Linked DNA regions of Mus musculus: region 2 is linked to region 1. Evidence: chromatin contacts called from public capture Hi-C data. All regions are on one chromosome and are shown on one strand. Each heading gives the region's core, a stretch centred on a gene start, on an enhancer-like site or on the middle of the called end of the contact. The rest is flanking DNA. Distances are from core to core; before and after follow the strand shown.

Region 1 (6,785 bases), core at 62-2,561:
AATATTGTTTCCTTCCTTCTCAGATGAACAATTTTTATGTTTGACTTCTGTAAAAGATCAGCACAATTATTCACAGAAAGCGCTGGGCTTTCACGGAAGGAACTGGCAGTAAAGAGACACAATGTGCTTTGCTAACCTAGTCAGCTCTCTGATGCCCTGCTAGAGGTCACTCTGGGTATGGCTCTGCTCTTGTTTATGTCTGGCGAGTGGTCCCTGTCAATCACCTGTCAGATAAGTTCACGTTTGAGTATTTACTCAGGACCCAAAACAAAACCACTGAGTTGAGAAGTCTGAGTGGAGTATGGGATCCAATCTTCACTTCTAGTAGTCATGGATATCAGGGCTCATCTGATACAACCTCAGACTCATTATGCCTGATTTATAGATACAATGTGTTTCAGAACTCATTTTACAGACACACTGTATCTAGACATCCATCTGCATTCAGGGTCTGAAAGACACACACACAAGGGTCTTTTTCCCTTGAAGATATGACAAAGGCTGACAAGGGTCTCTCCTACCTCTGTCATAATAGAGCAGATGGCATGGCAGAGAATCCAATCAATATGTGGAACATAATTTCAACATGAAAATGCATTCATTGTGACAAAACTTTAAAATAACTTCAAATAAAGATATCTAGGCAAGAACCACTTTCTACATTAAACTACACTGACAGTGGTGGCTATCTGTTAGAAACAAACAGTTATATAGTAAGTGTGCTTTAAGAACTTCTCTACTGGTTTAATCTTAAAAATAATTCATCTAAGTGCTGACATTACTGCCATACACTTAAGAGAGGTTATACCGTTAAGAACTGGCAAGACCAAGATTTGATTCCAGAGTACTCATGTTGAACCTAAAGTCAATAAACCATGGCTCATGGGTAAATGCAGTCTGCTACTTGTTCTTATAAATAAAGTTTTATTGAAACACACTTTCACTTATTACAACTTGCCCACAGGTGCTTCTATGCTGCAGTGTAGAGTAAACATTATGATAGATACTGTGTGGCCTGCAGACATTATTTGACCCTTTACAGAGAAGACCTGTGAGCCAGAAGTAACCTATCCTTAGGACTGCCTCCCATTCTCAGCACTGACCATGAGCCGACAATAGGAACAGAGACCTGGGTTTGGGAGGGAAGTCAGGAGTCCTGGTTGCTATATATTCTGGGGGCATGCAAAGCAGTGCAAAGTGTTATATTGCGCCATTTGCTTCTCGGTAACCTCCCTGCTTCATCTCTGGGCCTCCGGGTCCAGAGCACAAGCTCCACAGGGGGTAGGGCTGCTTGTTGTGGCCACTGCTGGAGCCCTACTTACTGAACAAAAGAAAAGACATGCAATTTAGTTTGTGACGCAGGGACTGTGTGTGCTCTACCCAAAGACATACATGGACCAGATGAAAAGGCCACAGAGACTCTGTGGACACTCTGGTCACAGTCCTGTTTTGTGTCATCTTTGGGCAGATGAACTGCCCTGATAGAGCGCATAGGGGCTCTTCCAGCCATCCTGGGATTTTTTTCCTTGGCTCCTAAAAGCTTCACCCGCAGATGATTCTGTTTGCCAAGATCCTAGAATCAACAGTTTAAATATGAAAAAAAATTCCATCTAATTATCCGATGAATAGTAACATGGTGCATATAGCTGCAAGTGCTCATTTAGTTTCCTTTTTTTTTTTTTTTTTAATTAGACAGAGTGACTTTTGATGTCTTGTGGGGAGGGAGGCTGAAACCACAGCTTGTTAATTCCTTCTAGAACACAGAGATTGCCTGGGTGGGATGGAATTCCAAAGCTATAATCCCAGCACTTGGGAAGCAGACCTTGAGTTTAAGAGCAGTTTGAGCTACATAAAAAGACCCCCTCCTCAAAAGTTTAAACACCACCAAAACAGAATCAAGCATGGATAGATAAACTTGTCTAAGTCTTGGCCCACAGGCCACACTCCAGCCAAGGACAGCTGTGAATGAAGCCCAAGGTATTACAGATTCAGTGTCCTGTCAAAGGTTGGACCCCACTGCTCTAGATTCTGCAAGAGGCCCCCGAGACATGCTGGCTTCTGAGAGAACTAACAATTGTGCTGGGCTTCAGCAAGTGACAAGCCAGTACTGAGCTTGTGTTCAGCTCAAAGTTGAAAGAATGCATGAGAACAGGGCAGACTGCTGTCAGCCTGTCACCCCTAGGCACTGAGGGAAGGGTTGCCACTTTCACAGGTATAGACCTGAACACAGACCTGAACACAGAACCACGAACACAGAACTATGTACCCATCTAAGGTTAGGCCAGAGACTTCCATTTAAACACAGCCTGGAAGTTGCCATGAAATCCCAGCATCTTTCCGACTCTATCTGCTACAGGCTTCTTCCTGTTGTAATATCGGCAAAATGCTCAACACATGAGCAAACACCATCTGAGGAAATCCAGGAAATTAAGCCAAAAGATGCGCAAAGGAAAGGCTGGGATGTAATTCACGCAGGGGTTCTGTCTAAGCGTGGGGCTCGGAGGGGTGGCACCTGCCACCCAAACCACTGAGGGTGTCTCCTCCTGCTCTGAGGCTGCATGGCTTGGGCTAGTCCTCCACTGTCAAGCCCAGTTCTCCTGGCAGGGAGATAGTGACAGACAACGCACTGTCTCAGTCTCTAGGAGAAATGCTTCACTTTTGGCCCCAAGCCCTCCAGCCCACGATGTTTACCTAGATATTTAACTTGGAACCGGTGGCCTTTAAAAGGAGGAGGTGGACCCATTGCTCAGAGAAACAGGAAGTTAGCTCACCAGAAAGCCATGGAAATGAAGCACCAAAGTGGGTCAGTTTTTCTGGATGAATAAGGTGGTTTCAGATTAGAGCTACTTCGAGTGACACACCTGGGGAGCCCCAACAAAGTTCCTCTCTCGGCTGTGTCCTAGGCGCATGGGTCTAAACAGTGACCATGAATGACACACTTGAGACTTGGGGTGTGAGAGTCAGTTAAGCACAGCAGGTTTCTGCCCTGCCTGGGAGAGGCACCCAGTGTCCTGAAACTCCTTCTAGAAGAATCCATTCAACACAGGGGTGGGTGACATAGTCTGGAGCTGTGTCCTAGCCAGGGTAGGAGTGGAGGCAGAGAACCAGGCAAGTGACAGACAACAGAAGGCGAAAGGGAGGGAGGGAGGGCCATGCACAGTGAACTTTGACTCTCAAGCTTACATTTGACTTCCTTAAAAGTCTTAAGAACCTCATTTTTCCAGTTTTAAACATGTATTTCTTGTCTCTGCTGTAGTTTTGATTTAATTTTTATTTTTTGTTAATGTCTGAGTGCTCTGTCTGCATATACACCTTTATGCCAGCAGAGGGCATCAGATCGCTTTATAGATGGTGGTGAGCCCCTGTGTGGTTGCTAGGAATTGAACTCAGGACCTCTGGAAAAGTGGTTAAAAGTATTTTTAACCACTGAGCTACCTCACCAGCCCTCTCCTACAGCTTTTAAAGATTTATATTTACATTTGCTTTATCTATATGTGTGTGTGTGCACGTTAACATATAGACGTTATATAACATAGACATAACATATAACATAGCTCTCATAACATAGAGCTGGAGTTACATACAGGCCACTGTGAACTGCCTGATGTGGGTACTGGGAACCGAACTCTGGTCCTCTGGAAGAATAACAAGTGTCCTTAACTGCTGAGTCACTGCCACAGCCCCCTCTCCCGTAGTTTTTGATGGGAGAGGTTGTAGACTGTATCTCACCAGAAAGCTCTTAACTTAGTTGAAAGTACACTTGAAAGTTTGACCTACACTGAACTGTAAGTTTTAATTGGCTGTCAACATTAAAAGAAACCGGAAGACGTGATATAAACAGGTGGGACTTTTGGCTTCTCTTGAGGAGCTGCGGGCACAGCAGCAGGGACTTCCATGTGTGCTGACCAACACCATGTGGCCCTCAGAAACAGGAACCATCTCTTTTATTGTTCTATTTCTGTGTTAACGGGGATAGCCCTCAAGGCTTTGAGAGTGCTAGGCAATTAATTGCTGGACTCCAAGCCATGTCTCCAGCCTGGCTGCTACCTTTAGCTTGGTTCACGCTCAGTGGCTCACCCATCCCATCCCCACCACTCCCTGCCATCGCACCAACCTATGCCAGCGCTGTGTCATCTATCTTAAGTATCCCTGACTCACTTCAAGCACTCACGTTCCCAGAAGCCAGGAAACCTGGCAGCCTGGCCTTAAGTATTACCACTGACATCTACATTCACCAGATGTCATCAGCTTGATGATGGAAATAATTTGAACAATTTTCTGTTTTACATCCTTTGGAATTCAGTCCATCTGATATACACCTCCTTTTAAAGGGCAACAACGTGAACGTGATCAGGCTAAAAATCTCTCTCTCTCTCTCTCTCTCTCTCTCTCTCTCTCTCCCCCTTCCCCCCCCCCCCCTCTGCATGTTACTTTAGGAATTCCTGAGATTTCCAGGGACTACTTTATAGTCTGCAGTGAAACGATTACCAGTTATACAGACCTTGAAGGCTACTAAATAATGTGATCAAATAGCCAGATGCTAAGCACTTAGAGAAATAGAAAGCATCAGAGATGGTGGTGGGGGTCCTGAGGGGTTTAGAGAGAAGAACGTTCACTGTGAGCTGAGGCAGATAGGAAGCAGTAGAGGATAAGAAGAAGAGGGGAAGCAGAGAGAGGAAGGGGAAGAGGGCAGATGAACCCAGGACAGAAGGCAAACACACAAACCCACTTAGGAGGAGAGCAGGAGGCTGCCTTGCCTAAATGACGTCTGGAGAGAAAATAAAAAAATAAAGAGAATTCTAAACAGGAGCGTCTGCTGGAGCTCACGCCACAGAAGAAAATCCGTTCAATTTTGCTTTCTATAGGGAAAGTAAAAAAAAATTTCAATAGGGAAAATTTTTTTCCCAGATACTTGAGTGGTAGCTCATTATAGGCAAGTTGTTCTCTAGGGAGTCTCTCTTGGAAGTATGCAGGCGTTCTCTGTGAAAGGGGGGTGCACTCTCAACCTTGCCGTCGCCCCAGTGATATATAAACCATTTTCTTATGTGGAAACCAGCCATGCTTTCACCTCTACGCCATTTCCAACCTTCAGTCTCCAAAGGACCAGGGACACAGAATGCCAACAGCTTGCAAATGAAAGAGGTTACATAGGACATTCATGTTCTACTGTGAAGCAAACAAGAATTAGCAGGAAAATTGCTTTGGGCTTCCCAGTGGTGTCGCAAGAATTGGGTCCTCCCCGAACATGCAGGGAAGACAGTTTCCTGCCCAGGGCTTTATGGGAGTCCTCACCTCAAACTTCTGCCTGAGTTCCATGTTGCCTTCTTCATCTCCTTCTGGAATGGGCACATTGTAGTATTCGCCCTCTTCTTGGTTGAGCAGTTTATACCTTTGAGGACAGGGGGAGAAGGGAGGGTAAGGGCCGTGAGCAGCTCTTTTCCTTCAGCCTCTGGTCAGGCTGTTGGAGAGATGCCTCTACAGAATCCATGGCCAGAGCCCACTGCCCAGCGGGTGGGGAGGTGCGGGGGGGGGGGGGGGCGGGACTATAGCTCCTGGCTTCTCTCAGCCACCTGGGATATGGCAACATGCTGGGTCTCATGGCTTCCTTACCATCCACTGGCCGGCATCTTCATTAGCTCTGAGACACCAAAGGAAAGGGATCCCATGAAGTCATTCCGAGTCGTCCGATCCCAGTCCCAGATTTCTACAGACAGTCGCCGGTCTTTGTCTGAAGGTTTTAATTTGCTACAAAGACAAACGCATATGCAATACAGTCAGACATCTCAGTCATGGCAGCCTGGGAGATACCAACATGCCCACAGTCTGTGCCTGGAATAGTATCCCCAGTTTCCTTCCTGTGTCAACAGGACAGCAGCCTTGCGTCCTAGCTAGCTGCTCTAAAAGCTCTCTCTAGATCAGGAAGCAACGCTGACCCCTGACAGCTCACTCTGACTTATCTAAAGAAAATTTGTATTAGAGAACAGCTTTGAAACATAAAAGTGAAGTTTCATTAGAACACATCCTTGGCTATTTGTTTATATATAATCTATGGCTGCTGTGGCAGCAGAGACTACATGACTCGCAATGTCTAAAACACAGACTTTCTGCCCTTTGCTGAACAGAGCTCAGTGGCTTCTCTCTGACAGAAAGACATTTTTTCTTCTGGTAATGTTCACAGAGGAAGCGCTTCCTGAGTATGTCCCCATGGGGAATCTCTTTGTGCTCCTTGGTATGTGCTGTGCTCCCTGGTATGTGCTGTGTTCCCTGGTATGTGCTGTGCTTGCTCCTTGGTGTGCGCTGTGCTCCCTGCTGTGTGCTGTGCTCCCTGCTGTGTGCTGTGCTCCCTGCTGTGTGTGATCCCTCACTACTGACACTTTACTCTTCCTTACTATTCTTCCCCTTTCTTCATCTCGGGTTTGGAATTTCTGTCAATCCTCCGAGATGAAGCTCAAATGTCACCTCCTTCTGGAAGTGACATTTTCCCTGCTTAAAAGGTGAGTATTTCCTTATTTCTGCTGCAATAGTACTTTCTAAACCATGAGTTCCTTATTCCGTGCTGCAAAAATCATTAAATTCTTGCTTCATATCCTCGCCTAGCTCTTAAAAGGACGAAGCCCATCGGGAGAGGGAACACATCTGCTTGTTACAGAGCAGGCGATGCTAACTTGGGGTTTGCACTACATAAATTCTGGTTAAGCCAAGTCACTACCTATCAACCAGAAGTGATGGCAGCTGTTACCTGACAGTAGCCTGGGAGGGTCTTAGGAATGAGGACACAGGTAGAG
Region 2 (6,038 bases), core at 2,363-4,862, 1.3 Mb after region 1:
CTGCTCAGCATCCACCGAGCCAAATGCTTGGCTTGCTACGGCTGGCTCTTTTCCCACTGCGTTGAGGTTTGTTTGGGTCTCCTGGAGACAGTCTGGCAGTCTGTGGGCTCCAGGGCTCCCTAAGCTTGTCAGACAGATTGCTCTGTTCCAGGCAGAGATGTTCCTTAGATAGAACACCATCTTCCCTGTGCTGGCCAGTGAGAGATGAAGATTATCCAAGAAGAATCGGTGACAGCAGCCCCCCAATACAGCCCTACCTCATTCCTGATGCTACCTGGGTTTCATGTGTTCTCTGCATTTTAAGACTGCCCCAAGCGTATCAAAGCTTCTCTCTAAACTAGTCCCCGCCCCCTATACTATCAGAGTAGTCAGGCTTGTTCAAACACAAATGTTTGTGTATGGAGCATGGGTGACTCAGGTTACACGCAAACTAAACTACATGAGGACGTCGGGTGACACTGTCACAGGAGACAAAGAAAGCATAGGGACTAAGAGAGAGGGCTGCATAGTTAATTAAGGGTGTGGGTTCAGATGCCCTAGCACATGTGAGATGTGTAGCTGGGCAACTTACAACATCCCAGGGTTCCAGTGGGTTTGTTAATAAAATGGAACAATGCCGCTTTCCAAAGGGTGGATAAAAGGATGGGAACAGGAGGCTTAGCGAGGTGTGAGTTTTCAACCCAGGTCAGGCATGTTGGTGTCAAGGGTGGTGGTGGCAGTGGTGATGATGGTGGTGGTGATGGTGGAGGTAGTGGTGATGCTGATGCTGATGGTGGTGGTGGTGGTGATGGTAATCGTGGTATTAGTAGCCAAAACATGAAAAGTGAAGGTGATAGAGGTGAGCTGGTATCACGTTACTAAAAATGAGAGGAGGAGACAGGGAAAGGTGGCCGTGTAGACTCCGCATCATATGAACTCATCTATCCGGCTGTGAAGAGCCACTTGTTCACTTCTCCCGACAGAAGCTAAGAACGTACACCAGGAAAACTAAGGAGAATTCTGGGTGGTCCGTTACTCATGTCCAGGGCGGGGGAGTGGGGGAGTCCTACGTGGCTCACTGAGCAGCCCGTCTGGCACTCACTCTGTGAGGACGGCAGCCACGTGGACTCCTACCATGGACTCGCTGCTTGCACAGTGGGAAAGCCATTCTCCACTCAGGAAGGATGGAAAATGGCTCACTTTAGAGCCATGAAGTACAGGGGCCAGCTCAGAAGGTAAGTGTGAACCTACCATTTCCTCTCAACCTCGACAAGCTGCATCTAAAACACAGAGAAGTCACAAAACAAGCTCTCTCTCCAAACATCCACTGTGGAGGCCCGGATGCTCTAGGACTCCGGGCTCAGTCTTCCACAGTCAACCCCCAGGAATCTGGGTCGGGAAGCTAAAAATCAGTTTTTTTCTTGAAGACGACCCCTGAAGCTAAGATCAACCAAGCAAGCTACTGAGGAATCAAGCCCAGAACATTCGCTTCAGCAAGACAACATTCAAATCGTGCACCATGGTGGCTACACCTTAAGAACAATCTGTTGGAGACAGACAAAGATGGGCAAGCCAGCCAGACTCTGAAAGGGAGAGTGGCCAGGCTTTAACACCATTCCTGACTCCATTCACTTCCTGTTCTGAGCATGTCTGGTCATTGCGAGGCAAGGTCAATAAAAGAGGAGGAGAAAGAACATTTGTTTTGATAAGAACATTTGATGCTTCACTTTCCGGAGTCTCTGTCAACCTCTCGCACTTTCTATAACCCAAGAGGGAAACTGAGGCAGCTGAGATAACTCTAGTGGAATGCTGGGAAATGAGACTGCCATTTCCTAATACCAAGCTGGGACAGGTTACATCCATTGTGGCCAACCTGTCTCTTGGAGCCAAGTTGGAGCCATTGGAAGTCCCAAAGTTGGGTTGTAGAGATGGCTCATGGGTAAAGAGCACTGCTGATCTTTCAGAAGAGCCAGGCTCCGCTCCCAGCACCATATACAGGTATGATCCAGAAACATCTATAACTCCAGTACCAGAGGATCCGAGACCCTTTTCTGATCTCTGGGGGGCACCAGGCACACACCTGGTGCACATACGTGCATGAGTGCAAACCATTCATACACATAAAATAAATAGAAGTCCAAAAGCCAAAGAAGCAAGGTGCTCCGAGCAATGAGAAGCTTGAGAAGCGTGCTCAGTCCTCCTGTCTTCCTCCCTTCCCAGCTGCTGACCTGGACCAGGGAGGAAAAGACAGAGCTGGAGATGCACAGGACATCTGTGTCTGTCTGTCTGTCTGGAGATGCACAGGACATCATCTCTGCTCTCAGTGTCTTGTTTTTTTTCTCATTCGGGACCTGTGTTCCCAGATCTTCTTATTTCCTTAAACCTCAACAACAAAAATTCCAAACCCTCACAAAAGATGAGTCGATTCCCGTTGCTTGGTACTTAACACTGACAGACAAGCTGTAAGGACCCCACCAAGAAGACACAGCACAAGGCAGCCCACACCAGATAATCCAGTTCAACTCTTGTTGGCGACAAGAAGGTGGGAAGCCAGAGGCAGCTGTGCTGCGGTGAGCACAGAATGGGGAGGAGTCAGGGGAGAAAGGGAAGCCTTACTTACCGGACTTCGGTGCACCAGCCAATACGCCTTCTCCTGGCAGTCCAGCGCGTACCTGTCGGCTTTGTTCCTTTCCTTTCCAGTCCTAAAACAACACAAAAGCTAGGCTCAGGGCGAGCAGTGCTTCACATCTTAAGGTCTAAGATGACCCCCATTCCTGATGACCTGGACCGCTTTCCCCACCTGCTCAAAGAATGTACATAAAAAACACAGCAAGCACTGCCAATAGCACATCACTCTTTTGCTCCGGGTACCGTTCCAACATGCATGGACTCATTCGATCCTAGCAACTTGGTGAGGTCCCTTTGTCTTGGTGGGCTCCTTAACAGTCTGTCACTCACTGTTAAGTACAAAAGATGAAGGAAGAGGAGGAGTGGAAGGCCCTGTATGTGGGGGCGGGGGGGGTGGGCTGCTGCATCCTCTCTGGGAATTGAGAATGTGTTCCACTTCTTCATGGTACTGGGCTGCATGACTTAGGTGCTGTCACCATGACCAGCTCCAGAATCAGATCTGTCACCAAAGTCACTACGAAGCGAGCAGAGATGATCATGTGACCCAGTGGCCTCCCTGACTTCATACTGGTTTCCCTGCTTCAGCAAACAAGATAATCAACATCCCAACAGGCAGATGGGTAACAATCCACACCAGAGCTATGCTGGAGCAACGAGTGTCTCAGGAAGTCCTATTTTTCTCCTGTTTGTCCTTCCCTGTCCCTCCAGTGAGGCGGTGACAAGTCATAGCCTTTTCTCAGTCCTGCTGGGGACTGTAAAAGGTTATCCTGTTTTGTCTAATCATCTCCCCTTTGCCACCGCAGGAGGAAGTGATGCCGGGCCTCCCCCTCCGGAAGGGAAGAAGTACTCATTATCACGCCAAGAGCACCAGTCCCACTTCCAAGGCTAGCTGTGCTCACATTTATTAACGTCTGTTTTCCCAGGCAACGGGCAACACGAGATGACGCAAACACCCTCCTCACACAGAGGTGGTGGATTTACTTCCTCGTTAATGTTCTGTGAAGAGCATAATAGCATCCAGAGAGCCAGATGGGTGAGCAGCGCAGCCATTCCAGGAGGGTGTTCTACCAACCTCCTCTGGAAATTAAATAGAAACATTGTTGCCCCTATTCCCCTTAACAACCTAATGGATTTTCTACCAGCGTAACCAGCCGGAGTCCTCGGGAGGATGGACCACAAGCACCCTGAGGTTTGCGTGGTTTCTATAATACTAGCCAGCCTTGTAAATGGAGCCCATCTTTAATGAGACCAGCTGGCCTGTCTGGACTTGCTCAGCAGCAGCACTGTGCGGAGGTCAGGAGAGCTGTGACAGATCCCAAAGAGCCAGTAAATAAGGAATTCATCGAGTTGCTCATGTGACTTTTTTTTTCACAATTCCATTTGTTTAATCTTCTGCTCATTCATGGATTTATTGATCTCCTACTATGTTCCAATTACTGGGAGTCAAAACATAGCTCCAGCCTTTGAGTGGTTTTTAGTCTAAGCGTTGCAAGAGTACTCAAGTAAATACAGACTTGCCTGTGGTGTTCGTACTGTGAGAAAACATTATGAAAACAGAAGCAAAATCAAAAACGGTCTCTGTAGTGATTCAGAAATGTGTCTCCAGGCCCTTCCTGTGGATGGAGGGGTCTGTTTCCCCTCCCGCTTAGAACCAGGTGGAGTTTTATGCTGACTTCCACCACTAGAGTGTCGGGCATAGCGTGTGTAATTTACGAGGCTGGGCCACAAAAGAATGAGCAAGTCACATAGCCACAAGAGGAGGAAAAAAAGGAAGAGGAAGAACACACACACACACACACACACACACACAGCGGGAGGGGCTCAGCATGACAAAAACTCTCTCTACAGGCAAGCCCACATGGCCCATCTAGTTTTGTGGTAGGATTCCACATCTAAAATCCATGAGTTAAGTCATGGAGTTAAGGGGACACTGGTGTCTCAGAAGAAAGGAGTCTTTTAGGAATTCCCTGTCCCACAGAGCCTCAAGTGAGGAGAGGAATCTCTGAAGAGTCTGGGTACTCAGACTTATCTAGGACTTCTGGAGGAGGAAAGTGGGAGCCACTGAGACAGCTCTGAGCGGCAGCTCCTGGAAGGGTTTTGTCAGGGTGTGGGTGGCTGAGATTGTCCCACTCAGAGCACAGAAGTAGCAGAGGGCATGGAGGGGCTGGGGAAAGAGACAATTCCATCTCCTTGCTCCTGGGCTCAGCTTAGGGCTGGAACCCACTAGAAACACAAAAGTGTTATGCTGAATAGAATTGAGTCATTCTAGCCCAACCAAGTGACCCTGACCAAGTAGTGTTAGCCTCTCCGAGCCTCCATTTCCCAACTAAAAAGATCAGGAGGGACAAGGACTATGACCCCGAGCCTTTCTGCCACACCAAGTTAAAATAAGATGGCACCTGTGAACACCAAAAGAAGCCTTGTAAACAAATGTCAATGGCGTGTTAGAAAGTTCCCTCCACGTTTCTTTGTCTCAAATACGTCAGACAGGAACAGGTTAGTGGCTAAGAAAGCAATGGCAGATCTCTCACCAGTGCCACATGTGAGCATGCCGGTCAATTGTTATTGTCAACTTGTCTGGATCAGAATTACCTAAGAGGCAACTATGTGGCCGTGCCCATGAGGGAGTTTCTAGAGAAGTTTAACTGAGGTGGGAAAACCCCTCTTGAACGTGGGCTGCACCATCACATGGTCTGGACTGAACAGAGACGTCAAGGCAAGCTGAGCACCAGTGCTTCCTGAGGGCGGCTGCAGGGGGACAGGCTGCCTCACGCTCCTGCCGTCATGATTTCCCTGCCGTGATGGACTGTGACCACAAAGTGTGGGCCAAAATAAACCCTTCACTCCTGCATACTATGACCTCACATTGGTTCCTAGGCTTGCCACCCTAGGTCCTGAAGTAAGAGAAGGCATGTCTAAGCTGCAGATAGCCTACAGTAGACATAAGACGAGCAAGAAATGAACCTTGTGGGCTGGAGAGATGGCTCAGCAGTTAAGAGCACTGACTGCCCTTCCAGAGGTCCTGAGTTCAAATCCCAGCAACTACATGGTGGCTCACAATCTACAGTGTACTTACATATAATAAATAAATCTTTGAGAGGGAGAGAGAGAGAGAGAGAGAGAGAGAGAGAGAGAGAGAGAGAGAGAGAGAGAGAGAGAAAGGGAAGGGGAAGGGAAGGGGAAGAAGGGGAAAGGGAGGAGGGGGAGAGGAAGGGGGAGGGGAAGAAGGGGAAGGGGAAGAAGGGGAAGAAGGGGAAAGGGAGGAGGGGGAGAGGAAGGGGGAGGGGAAGAAGGGGAAGGGGAAGGGGAAGAAGGGGAAGAAGAAGGGGAAGAAGGGGAAGAAGAAGGGGAAGAAGGGGAAGGGGAAGAAGGGGAAGAAGGGGAAGAAGGGGAAGGGGAAGAAGGGGAAGAAGGGGAAGAAGGGGAAGGGG

The links. Capture Hi-C pulls out chosen DNA fragments and counts their contacts.
Region 2: a capture Hi-C map of embryonic tail shows a contact between it and region 1, with 16 times the contacts expected there. The contact joins two enhancer-like sites. A contact is called at or near these places in 1 of 39 promoter capture datasets (liver), 1 of 115 datasets of contacts at active chromatin or transcription factors (embryonic stem cells) and 1 of 9 other capture datasets (embryonic tail).

Annotation. Positions count from the first base shown.
Region 1 is chr11:108,007,335-108,014,119 of GRCm38.p6, forward strand. Prkca (protein kinase C, alpha) reads right to left here. Exons shown (of 17, transcript NM_011101.3): 7 at 5,611-5,745; 8 at 5,293-5,389. Among named protein-coding and RNA genes, the nearest start is that of Mir7223, 14 kb to the left of the region's middle. Within about 2 kb of position 1,312, at least 6 of the 459 cell types and tissues checked have an H3K27ac peak or open chromatin away from gene starts, as enhancers often do. A contact at or near this core is called in embryonic tail, where this site is marked.
Region 2 is chr11:109,266,324-109,272,361 of GRCm38.p6, forward strand. It overlaps Rgs9 (regulator of G-protein signaling 9), which reads right to left. Exons shown (of 19, transcript NM_011268.2): 8 at 2,600-2,681. Among named protein-coding and RNA genes, the nearest start is that of Rgs9, 29 kb to the right of the region's middle. Within about 2 kb of position 3,613, at least 84 of the 459 cell types and tissues checked have an H3K27ac peak or open chromatin away from gene starts, as enhancers often do. A contact at or near this core is called in embryonic tail, where this site is marked.